Regions from separate parts of the Arachis hypogaea genome. Here region 2 is linked to region 1. A link is a contact called in public Hi-C data. All regions are on one chromosome and are shown on one strand. Each heading gives the region's core, a stretch centred on a gene start, on an enhancer-like site or on the middle of the called end of the contact. The rest is flanking DNA. Distances are from core to core; before and after follow the strand shown. Region 1 holds the start of LOC112702855. Region 2 holds the start of LOC112702857 (zinc finger protein CONSTANS-LIKE 9).

What was found. A called contact is a pair of places that touch in the nucleus more often than the background predicts.
Region 2: a contact with region 1 is called in a Hi-C map of leaf, with 3 times the contacts expected there. The contact joins the promoter of LOC112702857 here to the promoter of LOC112702855 in region 1. A contact is called at or near these places in 3 of 8 Hi-C or Micro-C datasets (leaf and an unstated tissue).

What each region holds. Positions count from the first base shown.
Region 1 is chr7:26,229,137-26,232,063 of arahy.Tifrunner.gnm2.J5K5, forward strand. It overlaps LOC112702855, which reads left to right and starts at 1,470. Exons shown (of 13, transcript XM_025754055.2): 1 at 1,470-1,721; 2 at 1,796-1,867; 3 at 2,041-2,121; 4 at 2,274-2,311; 5 at 2,432-2,519; 6 at 2,591-2,737. The coding sequence starts at 1,470. It overlaps LOC112702856, which reads left to right. Exons shown (of 3, transcript XM_029287948.2): 1 at 1-349; 2 at 545-1,068; 3 at 1,332-1,522. The coding sequence starts at 109. The coding sequence ends at 1,454.
Region 2 is chr7:26,460,224-26,463,150 of arahy.Tifrunner.gnm2.J5K5, forward strand. LOC112702857 (zinc finger protein CONSTANS-LIKE 9) reads left to right here and starts at 1,372. Exons shown (of 6, transcript XM_025754059.3): 1 at 1,372-1,548; 2 at 2,584-2,927. The coding sequence starts at 2,746.

The DNA.
Region 1 (2,927 bases), core at 220-2,719:
ACTAAAAAAAAAAACTGCCCAATCCGAAATATTTGAATCAGAACGAGACGGAATGGAATAGAGGGAATAGACTATAGAGTATACTACTGTTTTCAATTTCAAATTGCGATGGAGCCCCTTGGCAACACCGAAACGGAAGACGGAACCGCCGCGCCGGTGAATAAAACCGCCCGCCGCGTCAGCTTCGCCGACAACGAGATCACCTCCATCCATCTCTTCCCCTCCGACGACGCCGAACAAACTCCTCCGCTCGATGACCACAACAACGTCGTTTCTAGCCCCTTCCTGAGACCAATCGCTTCGCCTCTTTCTCCTCTCAGAACCGCCACTGCTTCCACCGATGACGACGGCAAGTTCCGATTCGCCATTTTTTTATTTTCTGTGGCTCTTCTACTTAACTGCATCTCTTTATTTATTTATTTATTTATTTTTGTAATTTTGTTTTCGTAACTGTGATAATCGCAGTCCAACTGTACGTGTAACTGCCATAGGAATTGTAGTGTAATATGAAACTATTCAGTTATTGATAATTTTGTAGCAGCAGAAGCTTTTCACGGTCCCGTTTTGGCTAGTTTCATTGAACCTGGACGGTTGTCGGGTCCTGATCCCGGTTTCTCCGACGATGTCACAATGGATTCAACTGCGTTCTCAATGCACTATCGGAGCCTCGCGAGGTCAGATTCCGATGATCTCAGAACGCCAAGCCAGAATTGGATCCCTGCTGTTACTAGTACTACTGAAGGAAGCTTCATGACGCTCAGCGACGCAAGGAACGAGATTTGTGACGGTGATTCAGCGAGTGGAGCTAGAGATTCAAACGACATGACTGTGGTGGAGGATAAAGAGTATCCATTTAGGTATGATTATGACAGAATGTCTCCTTCGTTAGGTGCAATTTCAGATGAAGGAAGCAAAGATGCCTCTTCTTTCTTGGAGATATCAAACAGGAGCCCTTATGGTTCATCAACAGAAAAAGACTTTGTATACAGCAAAGGCGATGATGACAATAGTGCTGGTATTGGTATTGGTGCTGATGCTTCGATTAGAACTGCTGATTCTTTGATCAATGTAAGGAGCATCTTGTGTTAGTAGTTGATTTAGATTTAGAATTGAAAGGTTTGGCTGTTTTGGAAGGAAAGGAGAGGGAAAGGAAGATATATCTTAATTCTTAGTTTAGGAACAATTTTCCTAAAGCTAGAACATGTTTTCTTAAACTGAAAAACTTACCCTCTTTTTCCAGAACCTTTTGAGCAAAATGGCAATAACATCTCCCTTATTAGAGCTTGTTGATTTGCAATTTATACTGATATTGGTATTTGAGTGACTTATAGTGTGTATTGGAAAGGAAACAGGATAAGAGTCCCGCTAAGGGAGTTATAGATGCGACCAATTGTATCCGAGAAGTGTCAACTCCATCGATGAATTCCCTGAAAGAGCGCCTGAGAGAATTATGATTGTGCCATGGTAATATGCAAGAGTTGTCTCATGAGGGCAACTTAGATGGAGATGATTTTAGTGCCCAGATTTCTGCTCAGAAGAAAAGAAAAGTTTTTGAGATGCTAAGAGGTCGAAAGATCATGGATGAATCAGGGAGGATTGACGCAAGTCCACAGCTCCATAATGGTTGGAAGAGTGACCAACAATTGGTTTTGCAGCAAACAGGTGTTATGAGAAGTGAAAAAGGGAAGCTGGACAATCAAACAAGGAAAACATGGGCTGATGTATGATCACTGTTTTATTTCAAGGGTTAAATCAGTTGAGTCTATTGCCTCTTAATATTTTAGTTGCCTTGCAGATTGTAAAAAATTTCTCATGTGCTACAAACCTGTTGCTTTCTCCTTCAACTGATAAGCTCAATTTGAGAATGGTATGTTCCTTACTTTCATGTAATTTAGTTTCATAAAACATCTGTAGAATTTGAAAGTGATATCATTTGAATACTTGTGGATGTTGTCTTTCCAAAATTTATAACACTCCTAAATTTCCTCTTATTTGGTTATCATATAAAATAATTCATTCAAATTTTACGTCAATTTTTAGATTAGCATGCTGGAAGATACTTTGGTTCAATTGCAGAAAGTTAACATCTGTGATGCCTTTTGTTCTGAAATTCATTGTCAGGTCTGTTGGATGGTTTCACTTTTCTAGTTATACATTTTGATCAAGCTTACATTTAATGATTTTATAGTGATTATAACATAATACTTCACCTGAGACAGTATCAAAGGCTGATATTCTATTCATTGTCAACATAATTGATGTTGTTCTTCCAGAAAACAGCTGACCAGTTGAAAGTTGTTGGGCATAAAAGGTATGTTTATGTTGTTTGACTGAGTCAGTTAAAAAATGTAAATTATATTCTTTGATGCAGGTAACTTTATGAAATTGTTTGGGTTAATGATTATTGGCATTGTAAAGTAATGTTTTGTAGATTTGTGGAAGCAAGAAGTTTGCTGTTCAATATAGCATATGGGAAAGCAAAACTACAATTAATGCATATTAAGCGTGAGAGATTACTGGTATTTTCTCAATCATGTTTGCTTTCTAGCAATGCCTTGCAGATGATGACATGCACTCTCATTATTCACAGAAAAAGTTACAGTTGAGCAGTGGACTCCAGGAGTTTCAAATGATGAAATTAAGTGGCACTCCAGGTTTGTCTAAGCATGATGCTATAAATCAAGGGAGTGATAGCCACTTCCATTCCATCTTGCTCAATTCTGGGGGGAAGTTTCAGGTGTTTCCACCTCTCTCCTTTTTCTTTTCTTTACTGTTCTTTTTATTTATTTATTTATTTTAAAATATAATCACACTCACACTCACACTCACTTACTCAAACACATATATAATAGATAGCCTGACTAATTGAGTTTATGAGAGATTTTATATGAATAGTAGTAGTGTTGTATCTATATGCAGTTGCAAAA
Region 2 (2,927 bases), core at 122-2,621, 230 kb after region 1:
TTTTTCAGTATTAAAAACATCCGGTAAATTTTTCTTTATAAAGTTGTCTATTAACATATATAACACACATATTATATATATAAAGTGTATAAAACCTTCGTCAAGTCACCAAAAAAATATAAAGAGTATAAAAGAGTGGTACAAGTTAAAAGCAGAATAATATCTCAAATAGATTTTTAAAAAAATTTTAGTCAAATAATTTAATTTTTAATAAATTTTAATGATCAAATTATTCCGTATATTTTATTTTATTAGATGTATCAATTTTTTATATTATTTAATAAAAATTAGATAAATTATTTTTTATATAAATAAATAATTCAATATAAAATTAATTAAAATTTATTTTAAATTAAAATATCTGACAAAAAATTTTTCAAAAATTTTTTTGAAATATTATTTTCCGTAAACTAGGTAACAAGTGATTGCGGTGAGGACACGAAACTGACAAGAAGCCCATAAAATGGAACACCTAAGATCGAAGCGTGAAAAAGCCAACCGAAAATGGAAAACCAGATTGTGAAAAAGTTCACTAAATAAATCCCTATTTGTCCACCTCACCCATCATGTGATGCACTTTTTGGGGGGAAAAAAAAGAGGTTCAAGTTCAACCTTCCTATGACCATTAACAGTACACCCTTTTATTATTTATAATATTTTTTTATTCTTTAAACACAATAAACAATCCCAACAACAACATTCACACGGACACAGATAAGAAAAAGTGCAAGGAGAGAGAAAGGGTGCAGAGGGGAAAAAGTTATGTTATTCAATATCAAAAAGTCTTGGATGCTTTTGGGACAAAAAATAAACGCTAGATCTGCTCAACTCAAATAATAGCTCAACAACATCCTAGTTAATATATTAAAAAATTCAATTAAAAAATGAATAAATATACTAATAGTAACAATAACATTATAAAATATTGCAGCACTTTTCTTTTATATTACCATAGTAAAATTAAGTGGGTTTAATAAAAAGATTTCGCTAAAATATAGTTATAAAAATAATTTATTTACTTAATATTTTTATATTTAATTCTTTAATTAATTTGGATAAGTCAAGTGATTAATTACTTATTTGTTTAAATAAATGTCAAAAAATTTAAATTTTATTTTATATATATAATAATTTATTAATTAATAATAAATTTTTAAATAAAATTTTAATTCACAACAAATTAATTCAAATTAAAATAATATATATATTTGACCCTTTTTCTTTTTAGTTTTTGGGTGATGGGGAGGGACCAAGAAATAGAAAAGGGGGAAAGGCTTAGTAAGCTTTTGCTTTCACTATGAAAAAGACATGGCCCCACATGCATTATATGTTTTTTACTCTTTTGTTTTGCACTTTTTATAAGCCTAGCTTATGTCACAATACCTACATACCCCATTGCATTATTCTCAATTTCAATTTCTCATCTTACACCTAACCCCCTCTTTCTCTCTCTCCCTTCCATATCTAATCTACAATCTAACCTATTCCTCCTATCTATCTGCACAGAGCAGAAAAGAGAGAACAAGAAAGAAAGAAAGAAAAAAGGGGGTCAGTGTTTGTTCTCTTCAATAGTCCTGCTTCTACCCCTCTCTAGGGTTTCCTTTGCTTTCAGTTTTTGCTTCTTTATATTTTATTCTGAAAAAGCAAAAAAATAAAATAAAATAAAATAAAATTTTTGGTTTTCCTTACCGATCTTGTCCTCTGTCTTTCTTTCCGTATGGTAATTTCTTGCTTTCTGATCTCTTTCTCCTTTCTGTTCTTCTCTGTTAAAAGTTCATGCTGATTCCCCTGTGTGTGTTTTAGTTCATGTTTTTCTGTGAAGCTTGAGATAAGGAAAAGTAGGGAATCTTATGTGAAGAGTACTTCCTTTTTTTTTCTTTTTTACTTTTTATGGTATATTTGTGTTTTGATTGGATTTGATTTGATTTGTTGTTCTTGTTGTTTCTGTATTCTTCTTCATATCCCCCCGCCCCTTTTTTTCTGTTTTGTTTTTACTTTCTGACCTTTATGTATTGTTAATAATGATCTGCTACTTTTAGTCATTCCATGGAAGTTGATATCTTTTAAGGATGCTGGAAAAATAAGTTTAACTTTTATTTGGTTTATTTTCTAGTTCTACTGGAATTCTTTCATGGAGGAAATTCACTTTTTTTTTTTTTGGAAATCAAAACGGAATTTTGGTTCCTTAACTCCAAAAGGATATTTCAACTGTATTAGAACTTTGGTTGATTATAAATTTATAATTTATTATTCTTATTGAGAAAGTGGTTTAGTTTCTTTGCTGCTGTGACAATATCTATGGAGTTTCCATTTCAAGTATTATTTACCTTTTCTGATACTTGATTCATTGCTTTGAACTTTCCTTTTAGTCTTTATGTCTGCTATTGGCTGCAACTTTCCATAATTTACTAGCCATAATCCATGGCATCTATGCATAATTCTGAATTTGTAGTGGAATTTCCATTTTGTTATTTATTTCTCTGTATATTAGCGAAGTTTATTTCTGTTAGCATGGAAATGCTTACTTATTTGTCTTCTGGCCAAAACTGAACTAAAACTTCCCTCCTTCATTGCATTGTTTAGCAGCTTGTAGGTTGTACAACTGAGATCAGCTTCGACGTCTGAAAATAAGAAAAGGATTTTGTTTTTCAGTTGATGTTGCAGCTTCTGTAGACAATTACTAATTGGAGAATTCTTATTCTAGATCAAGGAGCAAGCTAAAAAGTAAAAAAGTCAGTTTAAGAGATGGGTTATTTATGTGACTTTTGTGGAGAGCAAAGGTCCTTGGTATACTGCCGCTCAGATGCTGCATCCTTATGTTTGTCGTGCGATCGGAATGTTCATTCTGCTAATGCCCTTTCTAAGCGCCATTCCAGGACCCTTGTATGTGAGAGATGTAACTCACAACCTGCTTTTATAAGATGTGC